2 separate regions of the Ovis aries genome follow, and region 2 is linked to region 1. The links are chromatin contacts, called in public Hi-C maps. All regions are on one chromosome and are shown on one strand. The core of a region is the stretch at or near the end of the contact, and the rest is flanking DNA. Distances in the headings are between cores, read along the strand shown. Region 1 overlaps UBE2R2 (ubiquitin conjugating enzyme E2 R2). Region 2 holds the start of UBE2R2 (ubiquitin conjugating enzyme E2 R2).

Region 1 (6,472 bases), core at 2,303-4,802:
CTAGGGTTATACAGATTCCTGGTTCTTTAGCTTATTAAGTCTGTCTGCCTTAATTTTGCCCTGGCTCCCAAAGCAGGATACTTGAATGTTCAGAAAGAGAGGTTTTCCAGAAAGTTGTTTGGTTAGAGGACCAGATAGATCCCTGCTACTGGAGTTTGGACAGATACAGCCTTCAGTAAGATATTGGCCATAACAGAAACTGAATATACTTTTAGAACAAGAACTTCATCATTAGAGTTCGCATGCTTTGGCATTTGGGCTGGATGAAATAGGTTGGAGTCTAGACCATTCAGTATTCAACTGAGTCTGAGGATTGAGGTCTTTAAATAGTAATCAAGTCAGAGTTGTCCCTGGGAGTTAAGGATGCCCAGATTCTCTGGGTGTTGAAAGTGGCAGTAGCCAGCTATAGGTACGATTAAAGCAGAAACTGGGAACAAGGCCATCATTAGTTACTTCATTTCTAAGTTACCAGTATTTACTTTCTTCTCGTGATACCAGATTGGCTGTGCCCTGATATCAGCTGGATTTGTGAGCTGCTGAACTCATGGTTTAGATCCCCTTTGCAATAACAAGTTTAACCTGTGTCCTGATGGCTGGCAACTTAACTGAACTGCCAATCTGGATTCCTGACTTCTGGCTTACTCTTGATCCTTCAAATCCTAATTTAGATTCTTTACTACCTTCTCATTACTGATTTGACACTTGCTCCTTTTTTAAATTTCTCATTTATAAAAATAACTCACATATATAGTTTTAAAAGTCAAACATGCTATAAAACTTATAAAGGGACATTAGTCCCTTACTACTAGTCCCCGCTACTCAAAAGCAGTGTCTTGTAGCTGTTTTATAAATGGAGAGAAAGTGAGTCTTAAGTTACTTCCTGTGCTATTTCTAGCATAAAGCCACACATTAGGTGAGCCCTACCCCAAGACTGAATCACATATTTATTTAAACCATTTTTTTTGGTTGCTGTTCCTAGGATTGAAGTAATCATACTTCTCAGTTCAAAGCTCTTTATATTATTTTGCCTATACTAGACCTTTCTTTTGATGGTTGATATGTATTTATGTATCCATTTCTTTTTATTCTCATTCCCATTTTTCTCCCTCTCATTATCCCGTGGGCAACCATTCTAGCAACTTTATGAATATCCTTGGTAGGTACTTTTTTTTTAATGGTTAAAAATTTTTTTTCAATAGTTACAGACTTATAGCTTTCTTTTTGAACCATTTGAGAGTAAGTTGCCAATCTCTGATGTCCCACTATTCCTCTGAATATTTTAGAATTTATTTCCTACAAACTGGAACCTTCTACATAATCATAATTGTCAACAGTAGCAAAATTAAGATTGAGACACTACTGGCATCTAATCCTCAAGCTCCATTCTATTTTGTGAATTATCTTGATGTTATTCTTTGTAGTGGAAGGATCCAGTTCATAATCATGTGTTGCTTTTAGTAGTTGCCCATCTCTTATAATCTCTTGCAGACTGTAATCATTCCTTCTTAGTCTTTTCTGGACTTGCATGCCCTTTATAGGTTTGACAGTATTCTGTTTGTAGAATATCCTTCAGTTTGAGTTAGGAAAATTTCCTCATGTTTACTTAGGGTGACACATGGTTTTGATTTGTCTCATTACTGATGATGTCCGCTTTGGTCACTTAAGAGAGATCTGGTGACTTAGAAGGGTTCTATAAAGTTTTACCCTTCCCCTTTTAATTAATAAGTATTTTGTTGGAAGCTATTATGAAACTGCATACATTCTCACTTTCTGTTGTTATTCAGTTGCTAAGCCGTGTCCAACTCTTTGAGACCCTAGAATACACCAGGCTTCCTTGTATCTCCCAGGGTTTGCTCAAACTCATGGTCATTGAGTCAGTGATGCCATTAACCCCGTCATCTTCTGTCACCCCATTCTGCTGCTGCCCTCAGTCTTTCCCATCAGGGTCTTTTCCAAAGAGACAGCTCTTCACAGCAGGTGGCTGAAGTATTAGAGTTTCATCGTCAGTCTGTGGAATGAATAGTCAGGGTTGATTTCCTTTAGGATTGATGGGTTTGATCTCCTTGCTGTCCAAGGAACTCTCAAGAGTCTTATACAGCACCACAATTCAAAAGCATCAGTTCTTTGGCACTCAGCCCTTCTTATGGTCCAACTCTCACATCCATACATGACTACTGGAAAAAACCGTAGCTTTGACTATACAAGCCTTTGTCAACAAAGGAGTGTCTCTGCTTTTTAATATGCTGTCTAGGTTGGTCACAGCTTTTCTTCCAAGGAGCAAGCATCTTTTAGTTTCATAGATGCAGTCACTGTCTGCAGTGAGTTTGGACCCAAGAAAAAATCTGCCACTGTTTCCATTTTTCCCCTATTTGCCATGAAGTAATGCGACCCCAGATGTCATGATCTTAGTTTTTAGAATGTTGAGTTTTAAGCCACCTTTTTCACTCTCATCAAGAGGCTCTTTAGTTCCTCTTTGCTTTCTGCCATTAGAGTGGTATCATCTGCATATCTGTTGTTATTGATATTTTCCCCACCAGTCTTGATTCTAGCTTGTGATTCATCCAGCCTGGCATTTCACATGATATACTTTTCATGTGAGTTAAATAATAAGCAGGGTGACAATATACAGCCTTGATTTATTCCTTCCCTAGTTTTGAACCAGTCTCAATTCCTACTCAACTTTGAATTTTTTAATATTTATGTCTGTATGGATTCATAGTTTTGTGTTTTATTCAGTGGGTAATGCTGTGCATTCAGATAAAATATGCATTTATATGCATGCATATTACAATGGTGTAAATGATACTGTTTAATTTTATTTTAATATATAGCAGCATATTAATGGAGAAGGCAATGGCACCCCACTCCAGTACTCTTGCCTGGAAAATCCCATGGATGGAGGAGCCTGGTAGGCTACAGTCCATGGGGTTGCTAGGAGTTGGACACAACTGAGTGACTTCACTTTCACTTCACTTTCATGCATTGGAGAAGGAAATGGCAACCCACTCCAATGTTCTTGCCTGGAGAATCCCGGGGACAGGGGAGCCTGGTGGGCTGCCGTTTCTCGGGTCGCACAGAGTTGGACACGACTGAAGCGACTTAGTAGCAGTAGCAGCAGCAGCATATTAAAGTATTAAAATGGGATGTGAATCTAGAAGGTCATATTCTAGAATATTCAGAATGATTATCTGGTTGGTAGTGAGTAGTAGAACTCCACCATAGATAGGTGGAGATGCAAAAATTTCATCATACAAAATACGAGCCTAGTGTTATTTCTAGCTGGCCTGTGAAAGTTGCTCAGTTGTGTCCAACTCTTTGCGACCCCATGGACTATACAGTCCATGAAATCGTCCAGGCCAGAATACTGGAGTGGGTAGCCTTTCCCTTCTCCAGGGGATCTTCCCAATCCAGGGATCAAACCCAGGTCTCCCACATTGCAAGTGGATTGTTTACTAGCCGAGCCCCAAGAGATGCCTCTAGCTGGCCTGGAGTTACAAAAAATCCAGCTGCTTGATGCTGATCTGATCAGATCATGACTGCAGTTTGGTGCCACCTGGTGGCATTTGTCCACTTCAGGATAAATATAAACAGACAGTTTGGCTGGCTAGGACTTCTGGTGTCAGCCCCAGTTTTAGGTGTGGATAGCTGTTGCCAGGTTGTTTGACAAAATCTTAGGAGATTGGGTCGGGCAAATACTGAGAATGAGAAGACTGTTTTCTGCCTCCTTGCTTTTTGAGACGGGGGGCCTGGTTTTCTCTTCCAGGCCTCACTGTTGTCTTTTTTAGGGCAGAGGTGAATGGTAGGTGAATATATTTACTGTAGTATCAGTGGTTTTAATTTTCTCTTTTAATATCTATACTTTCTGATAAGTTGACATGTATGAAATGAGGCAAGTGAGTAGGTAATCTATGTAGAAACTTTTCCAGCACTGCAAAAGATTCTTTCAGGTAGTATTTATTTAAGGCCTACTCTCAGGACTTGTTCTGGCTATGTAGAAGAATTCTCTCTTCCAAAGCAAGTCATGGTGTCTTCAGCTTTTCTATTTTAATTCTATTATGTATTATTGCCACTCTTGAATTATTTTCAAATTTATGTTGATTATTCACAAACAATTTTCTTTTTGTATCTTTGATGCAGATTAATGGAGAATAAATCACAGTCCTTAGTATATGGCCATTGTTGTCACCGGTTTGTGCAAAAATTATACTTCTATTGCCATATCTTTCCTTTTATCCCCAAACTCCACTTTCATTTGGCAGCTGTTCTACTTAACTTAAAGTTCTTGTTCCTATAAAATGTGTTTTCATGTATATGTACTTTATGTATTCCTTTATGTTAATTTTTTTCCTCCTAAGTAGTTTGTTCTAATGATCCATCCATGCTGCATGCTCTGTGTATACCTAATTGCTTCAGTTAATATTGTAGTATGCTGCTGCTTCATGCTTCTCAGTTGTGTCAGACTCTTTGGTTCCCCATGGACTGCAGCCCACCAGGCTCCTCTGTCCATGAACTTTTTCCAGGCAAGAATACTGGAATGGGTTGCCATTTGCTCCTCCAGGGGATCTTCCTGATCCAGGGATCAGACTCTTGCATTGGCAGGCAGATTCTTTACCAATGAGCCATCTGAGAAGCCCAAATATATATTTATTTATCTGGCTGGGCCAGGTCTTAGCTGTGGCATGTGGGACTCTTAGTTGCAGCATGTGGAATCTAGTTCTCTGACCAGAGATTGAACATGGGTTCCCTGCATCGGGAGCATGGAGTCTTAGCCACTGGACCATCAGGGACATCCCCATTATAGTATGAGTCCATCATAATTTAGCTGTTCGTTTTCAGTGATAATCATCCAGATTGACTTTCTACTTTGTGATCATTACTGCTATGGTGAACATCCAAATATGGGTCTTGTTACATACCTTTTTGAGAATTTCTTTGGAATATAGAACAAGGAGCAGAATTGCTGGATTATAAGGGATGCCAACTTAACTTTACTGAAGAGTGTAGGATTTTTCTCTAGCAAATAGAATAGGGAAGAAATGAATCTGCACTCTTAAGTAGCAGTACATGATGTTTGTTTTATCTTTGCCAACACTTAACAGTATGCAGCTTTCTTGTTTTGGCCAGTCTATAAATGTATATACTTTTAGTCTCTTAAAGGCATTTTTTGGTCTTTAAATTGCATTTTATCAGATTGCTTCTCAACTTTTAGCATGTTTTTTCTTAGTACATTATTCTACCCTTTTGTTTTTTCCAATATTTTTTAATCTTATAGATAACAAATTGTTGGATTTTGAAATAGATCGAGAATTTAAAATAAGCATGATAATTTTGGGGGGTATACAGTACTTTATTGATGGTATTCAAGAAGGTAGGGCTTCCTAAGCCCCTCCCCTTCCTCAGGGCATCTGGGATGGAAACTGTGTGGACTGTCATAATATTTTTAAGGAAATAAAGGATTAAAATTGTATTGTTGCCTGGTTTTATCTGTCTCTTATAATAGTTGTATATATTTTTCAGGTGATTGTTTTGTTTCATGAGCAGCTTTTTTCTGAGGTTTTTTGCAACTGTGTTTGTTAGTTCTCAGCTATTAAAACTATTGTGGGGAATGGAAATAATCAAAGTCCAGGTGCAAGTCTGTGTACATTTCTAGAGAAAGAATGAGCCCTAGGCACCATAAAATCTGTGTTAGTCATTTCTGTTTGCTGCTATACAACAACATTGGGCAGGGTTTTACTTTGAGACTCACAGGAAAAAGTGGAAGGAAGCCTTAGATTATAGTCTATCTTTCCTGGGGATCTGGAGGAGGAAAGGGAGAAAGGCTTGGAAAAGTGAATGCTGAGGGTAAGGTAAGCTCTTTGTATGCATTTTTGTCAGTGCCTTACAGTAGCAAGGCTTTTGCACTGTCCTGACTTTACACTGAAGACACTTGTAAAGTGAGATTAAACTGTAGATTTATTTGGAGAAGGGGACCAGTGGTCATTATCCCAAAGCGTAAATAGGGGAGAACTAAGAATGAAAACGCAAAACCTCTCACCATCCTATTCTTTATCACTGTTTCTGTTAGGCAGTCTTTTTCTCCCAGGTAGCACTCAGGAAATGGCAACCCACTCCAGTGTTCTTGCCTGGAGAATCCCAGGGACGGGGGAGCCTGGTGGGCTGACGTCTATGGGATCACACACAGTCGGACACTACTGAAGCGACTTAGCAGCAGCAGCAGCACTCAGCAAAGCACTGTTTTCTAAAGTTTTGGGTTTTTTCCCCCCACTCTTATCAAAGTGATGTGTATATATAGTTGTGGGTGGTTTTTTTTTGTGGTAACTTTATACACATTGAACATCAACTTCCCTATTTCCCCTCCCCCGCATTCCCCGGCAGCCACCATTCTCTGCTTCTGGGAGTTTGGCTATTTTAGATACCTCATATAGTGGAATCATGCAGTATTTGTCCTTCTGTGACTGACTGACTTCACTTA
Region 2 (6,693 bases), core at 267-2,766, 44 kb before region 1:
GGAAATTGGATGCCAAGTATATGGAAATTATCTGTACTATTTTCTCTGCTTTTTTTTTTTTTAAGTCTATTAAAAAATGGAGGGGGTGGTAACCAGAATATAACTATGCCTTAAAATTTTTTTAATTTTTTAAATTTTAATTTTATTTTTTTACTTTACAATACTGTATTGGTTTCGCCATACATTGACATGAATCCACCACAGGTGTACATGAGTTCCCAACCCTGAATCCCCCTCCCATTTTTTCTTAAAGTTCCTATTTATGGAGTGTTTACCATATGCTGGTCATTGTGCTAAACTCTGTACATGGATGATTTAATTTTTATAATTGTTTATATGTTAGGCATAATTAACCTCTTTTACAGAAGCTGATGAAAAGGAAGTGGTAATATAATATAAATGGTGGAGCCAGGATTGGAACCAGGGATGTTTCTGATCCCAGAATTCTAAATGTGTGGAACTCACAGTATCCTGCCTTTTCTAGAAAATGTTCAGTTTTCATAGGACAGGCCTTCCAAAGAGAAACAGGGCCTAAATTATGGGATTGTAGACAATTTCCACATCTCACTTCACTCATGATTATTTTCAAAGAACCCCAGGTCTAAGATCTGCAGGGGGTCAAAGTTCAACCAAGTACCTCATTTTACAAATGGGTAAATGGAGGATAGCCACAGCATTTGTCCCAAATCACACAGCAAGGGCCAAGAACCCAGGTTCAGTCTGTATGATTATTTCTCTTTTTATTTCCCACAGCTTCCTCTTTGTAGTTAAGGGAAGTAGAAACTGACCTATCTGCTTTCCCCATTTCTCGGATGGGAAACTGCACTTCAACCCCCTAAGTTGGCAACACGCTGCTCTCCAAAGACACAATGGCATGAGGACTGGATCCGTAGAAATGTCAGGACGCTTGTTCCCAACGACAAAACCCGCACTGTCAGCACATCCTTGTCAAGCACCTACTGAGTGCTGGGACGACAGACCGTGTGTTACGGCGGGGTGGGGAGGGGACGTTAGGCCTGTAGAGGATCAGGGCTCTTAGGAAGACAACTGCGGGAGGCCTGAGGGTACAAGTAGGGGGAGGAGGGCGATGACAGCTCTAGGACAGAGGTCCCTTCCGGGGCGCGCCTTTGGAAACGTAACGTCAAGCCGCACAACCATCATTTTGGGGACAAGGGCACCCCCAGGGGCCACCCTCAAACCCCGGCCTCACCGTCACCCCCCACTGCCGCTTGGCCCTTTAAGGGCGGGGGACGCGCGCCGGCGTCACAAAGCGCCGCCACCTGGCGGGGTGGTGGAGAGGAGGCGGGGAAGTGGGAGGAGTAGGAGGGGGAGGAGGGAGAGGAGGGCGGCAGGGGCAGAGGAGGTGGGGAGGGAGAGGAGGGAGGGAGGGGCGCGCGCACGCGCGTCGCGTCGCTCGCCGCCTAGAGCCGCTCTCGGCCAAGAGCCGCCCTCCCTCCCGACGCGCGCCCCTCCTCCCTCCCGACGCGCGCCCCTCCTCCCTCCCTTCTTCTTCTCAGCTTCGTCGCTCCCGCGGCGCGAGGCGCTCTCGCTCTTCTCCTCCTCCTCCTCCGCCGTCGCCCCTCCCCCCGCGCAGCCGCCGCCGCCGCCGCCGCCGCAGCCGCGAGACCCCCGCGTGTCGCGCTTCCCCCGCCCTTCGGCCCCTCGCGCCCTTCGGCCCCGGCGGCCCCCGAGGAGAACAAGAGAGCGAGCGAGCGCGGCGCTCCCGGGCCATCCCGGCCCGGTCTCCTCACCGTCGCCGGCCTTTCGCCGCCTTCCTCCGCTTCCACCTCTTCTCCCCCCCCCACCGCCAACCAAGTTGAGGCCCCCTCCGGGGGGGGGAGGCCCGAGACCCGGAGCGAATTTCAACTCTCTCCACCCCTCCCCCCACCCCGGCCCGAGTGTGAGGAGAAGGGCCCGGCCCGGCCCGCGTCGTGTGTGAGGAGGAACCGGGCCGGCCCACGGGCCGTGTGGGGCCTGGTCCGGGCCGCCGGGTGTGTGAAGACAGGGGCCCGGAGCGGCCCGGCAGAGGGAGAGCGGAGGGGAGGGGCCTGGTCCGGCCCGGCTGGTGCGTGAGGACTGGGGCCCCGGCCCGGCGCCGCCGCCGCCGCGATGGCCCAGCAGCAGATGACCAGTTCGCAGAAGGCCCTGATGCTCGAGCTGAAATCCCTGCAGGAGGAACCGGTGGAGGGCTTCCGGATCACCCTGGTGGATGAATCCGACCTCTACAACTGGGAGGTTGCCATCTTCGGACCCCCTAACACGCTCTACGAAGGCGGCTACTTCAAGGTACCCGCAACCCCGCTCAGGCTTCCCCGGGCGGAGGCCGCAGTTTTCGGCTGTTTTCCCGGCCGAGAGTGGGAGCGCGGGGGAGCGGAGGGGGCTCCTCACCTCTGCAGCCCCCTCCCCCCATCCGTGGAGGCAGGAAGGCCTCGCTTGCTCACCCGGTGCCTTTTCTTTGTCATGGGGGCGGGGGCGGGAGGCCAGCCTGCACCGGGAAATAGGAAAGCCTCTGTGGCTAGGGTAGTGGCTACCGGAGGAGGAGGGGGGAGGTCTTTGTTTTGTTTCCCCCGCCGAGGGTGTACGGAAAGAAAGGGATCCCCCACGGCCTCCCATCAGAACCATCTCTGCGCCGGCTGGAACTACCCCAGAGGGCAGAGTGACCTGCACTTACGGGATTGGACCTTTTTTTGGGGGTGGGGGGGTGGGGTAGGAGGGTGGGGGAGGGGTATCGGCCTGTCATTCCAGAGGCTGCCTACTGACCTGACATTTTGGGGATTTGAGGGCTTCTTGCATATAGTGGTGGTTCCAACTTCGCATTCCAGTGGGTGGTAATGGAGAATAGGACCCTAGGGGTGGTAAACAAGGGCGCCTGCGTTTTCTTGCCATCAGCCACTTGAGGGAACTCGAATTTAGCCCTCTTTCTGTCCTCATTTTCTATTTACTTCAATGCTGTTTCAAAATGCCCTTTGTCCTCACCCTGCCACCAACTTTACTGCACTCACCCCCGCCTTCCCCGGCCTCCCGTGTAGAAATATCCACTGAGGGCGGAACATGTTGTATAGGGAGATTGATGATTTCCCACTTCAGGGAGACAAAATTGAAACCTTTTGCTTAGATGGCTAACTCTAGCAAACGGGGAGAGGGGGGTGGTCTCACAGGTGAAGAGTGACATCTGCGGTGGGATGGTTTCACAAAGTAGGACCGATCCTTAGCGACCGTAGTTATACTTTCTATTGTTTTCCAAGATGTTAGAACAGTGGTTTTTATCATTCCTGAATCCAGTAGTTTTTTCAGTTTCCAAATAGATAGTTGGAAATATTGAGGGTCTTTTGTTTTTGTTTTTATTTAACCATTTTTTAAGGGGAAAATCACAGATTGAAGGTCGAAGTTTTAAATGATGGGGGACAGAGAGGAAATGAGTACTTAAGAATTCTTTTAAGTTAATTTTTTTTATTTCCAAAATTAAGTAAAATAGGTCTGTGAGTCAGTCTTAGTTTGTTTTGAAGGGAGGGGCTATCTTGGCATAAGTTTTAAATGAGTATCTTAGTCATGTAGTTACGTGTGTTTTTAAGGACTGCCCAGTTAGTTTAGTTTCTACTCTTCTAAAGGTAGAAGCCTCAGTTTCAGGCTTGAGATTGGGTCTGTTTTGTATAAATGTGAAGAATTGATTGTGGAATGTTTACTATTCATGTCTGTGATAGTCACTTAATAGCTGATTAGAAGCATGCGTTTAGTATTTAGAATATTGTATATACCAACCATACACTGTACTCTTCAGAGGAAAATACTTGCAAAATCTACTGGCTAATTTTAGTGAAATGAAGTTTAATTTCTAAAAAGTATCATTATTTGGGACAATCACTTGTCAGGATAAATGGTTACTAGTTAGAATTATCTTACTCCTAGGCAATGCATTAAAAACAAACAACAACAAACAAAGGAAATAATGGGTTTAAAATGGTAATAGTTTTGCTTAGGTAATTGAGAATGGAGTGTGGTGAACCCTCTCAGTTTGGCATAGGTAATATGGAAGGAGGATTCCTTGAAGCATGCACTGATTTAAATTAACTGCTTTTTAAATTCAATCTTATTTAAAAAGAATCTCGTTTTGTTGTATGTTTAGATGTATATTTTTTTACTTTTGTGACATGTAAAAAATGTATGAAAATTCTTAAACAGATTTGGTGTTTTAGTGGTATGTGAGAATTTTGTTCAATTTTGTTCTCGTCTTCCTTTTTTTTTTCTTTTTTAAATGGCTTTTTATTCCAAAGTCTTTCATTGGAAAAGGCAAATTTATGGTCATGAGCAGTTAACACTGGTGACAGGTTTAAAACCATTGTTTTTTATTTCACTGCTTTTGTGAAACAAGGCTTTTAGTGTGTCTACTACAGCTGCAGTTAAAAGTTGGCACAGATCTTTCTCTACTATTATTCTCCCTGATCAAATGGTGGTTCTTGAACATTTAATGTAATTTATTTCCAAGTGAAACTATTTTCTTGATGGTGTGTTATAGTTTCCAAAGGCAGTGGGCTGCCAGTCATTTTAAATTTTTCATAATTTAACTCCTTTACCTTTTACATATTAATAGACTTCTAACTGATCTTATTCACCATGAAATAGTTGACCCTAGTCTGTTTTAACTGTGGCATCTGTTGTAATAGACTTGTGAGACCTGTATTTCAAAATTTGTTTTTTCAACTTATTTTTCAAATATCTTGAATCTGTATGATTGGGGATCGAGAGGAATATAGATGTATGGTGGGCAAAAGTAGTTTCTTGTGTCTGACTCTCTGCATGTTATAAACTCTTCTTTGGCCTCATTATCTTTTTGTCCAGTTTCTTTAATTTAAAATTTTTTTATTTTTATTTTTTTGGCTCCCCTGCGTGGCATGTAGGATCTTAGTTCTCCCATCAGGGATCAAACCCTGGTAACCCTGCTTTGGAATCCAGGAGCTTTAACCGCTGGACCTCCAGGGGAGTTGTTTGTCCAGTTTCTTGATCTCATTGATTCACAGAGTGAATTTCTTTGCTGCTTCAAATTTTTTCTCTGGGGTCAATCTTGTAGAACACAAAGTAGGAGATGACTTAGAATACCCAGAACACTTCTGATCTTAATTTTGCTAATGTGGAGTGAGTTGGAATTCTGTTATGTTACTGGAAGAGGAACTTGTTGATCACGTGAGCAGTAGTAATGACTTTTAACAAGTTTACCCCTATTCTTTTAGAAACAACTATATTTTCAAATAACTCCTGATAGTGATCATAACTTAGTGTGGCTGCTTTTGTATAGAACCTCCTTGTAACTCCTGCATTATTTATATAATAGCAGTGAGTCTGGAGATCAGAAAGAGTGACTCTTTCATGATGGGCATAACATTTAAGTGTTACAGAATGCTTAAAGTATTGCAGGTTTTGTAGTTGTGATTTTATTCAGTAATGTATGGGAATGAAATACAGGTGTGTTCCATTTTTGGATAACTCCCAACAGATAAAATTTAGGAAGTATTTGTTATATTTTCAGAGTTTTCCTTAGTAGGATATTCTTTATCAAATGTAACACTTCATTTTATATTAAAGAAACTCTTCAATAGTAATTGTTTAAGATAAAGGACATACATTATTTTCATTTGTTCTGGAATCTATTCTTCACGTGCCACCCCTCCCTGCCCCATAAAAACTATTTTATGACTCTGAAATTTTTAATATATAGTTGAAACAATTTTTCTAAGTAGCTTTGTCTTTTTGGTGTAGGGATCCTTTTGAGAACTTTATAAATTTTCTTCAGAAGACAATGAGAACACACAAACTAGCTTATATGTAGGAGGGTTAACTGAATCCTTGTTTTAAGGGATTTGGATCGTCAGCTTTAAAAACAAAATTAAACTCTTTGACGTCGTAAAAAAAATACTGCTTTAAAAAAAACAATATATGATAAGTCTTTCAGTCAGTTAAAATTTTCTTAGTTTAAAATTTTTTCTCAGTCAGTTTAAGAACACCTCTTAGGACTTTTAGCTGTACCCTTTTCTTGAAGCTGAACTTGTCTTGAATGCTGGGTAAACTAAAGAAACATTTTAGGGGGAAACATGGTTAATGTCCATTGATTTGGGACCATGAGTGTAATTTTAGTCCCCAGCCTGCATCCCTGGCAAATGCAGCATTCCAGTATTTCATAGATTATACTTTTACCATATTAAGTTGATTCTAAGATGCATATTTTTCTAGTTTCACATCTCAAATTTGGGATGAGTCCAGGAATTCTTAGAATTGGCATCAGCTAGGTGGCACTTGTGACCTAGCTATGAGAGACCCTTGCATTGAAATCATCTGATAAAATTTTTTTAAATGCCAGCATCAGTGTCTTAAATTTGATCAATAAGAATTATTTCTTTTTGAATGATTTGTTTCCTTAGTACTTTTTTGCTGATGTTGATTCCTCTTTTTCAGAGATTTGTGTTAGTAAACAATAATTACTAAACACACACCAAAGGCAAAGCACCATAGGAAGTGTCACTGCCTTTCAGATAGTAAGGAAAAGTATTAGGACATTGATAACCTTAGAACTTTTATGAATAATCTTCATAAAAATCTTTGTGCAGAAATGTGAGGGGTAGGTGTTACTGACAGAACTGTAATGGTAATTAAAATCAAAGTTTTAAGGCCAGTTAGTGCATTGGCCAACATAACCACAGTCTG

The links. A called contact is a pair of places that touch in the nucleus more often than the background predicts.
Region 2: a Hi-C map of hypothalamus shows a contact between it and region 1, with 5 times the contacts expected there. The contact joins the promoter of UBE2R2 here to the enhancer-like site in region 1. A contact is called at or near these places in 11 of 16 Hi-C or Micro-C datasets (blood, hypothalamus, liver and 4 more).

The regions. Positions count from the first base shown.
Region 1 is chr2:37,641,946-37,648,417 of ARS-UI_Ramb_v3.0, reverse strand. All of the region lies in intron 1 of UBE2R2 (ubiquitin conjugating enzyme E2 R2), which reads left to right. Among named protein-coding and RNA genes, the nearest start is that of UBE2R2, 44 kb to the left of the region's middle. Within about 2 kb of position 3,552, at least 8 of the 54 cell types and tissues checked have an H3K27ac peak or open chromatin away from gene starts, as enhancers often do. A contact at or near this core is called in hypothalamus, where this site is marked.
Region 2 is chr2:37,683,895-37,690,587 of ARS-UI_Ramb_v3.0, reverse strand. It overlaps UBE2R2 (ubiquitin conjugating enzyme E2 R2), which reads left to right and starts at 1,516. Exons shown (of 4, transcript XM_042243095.2): 1 at 1,516-2,286. The coding sequence starts at 2,110.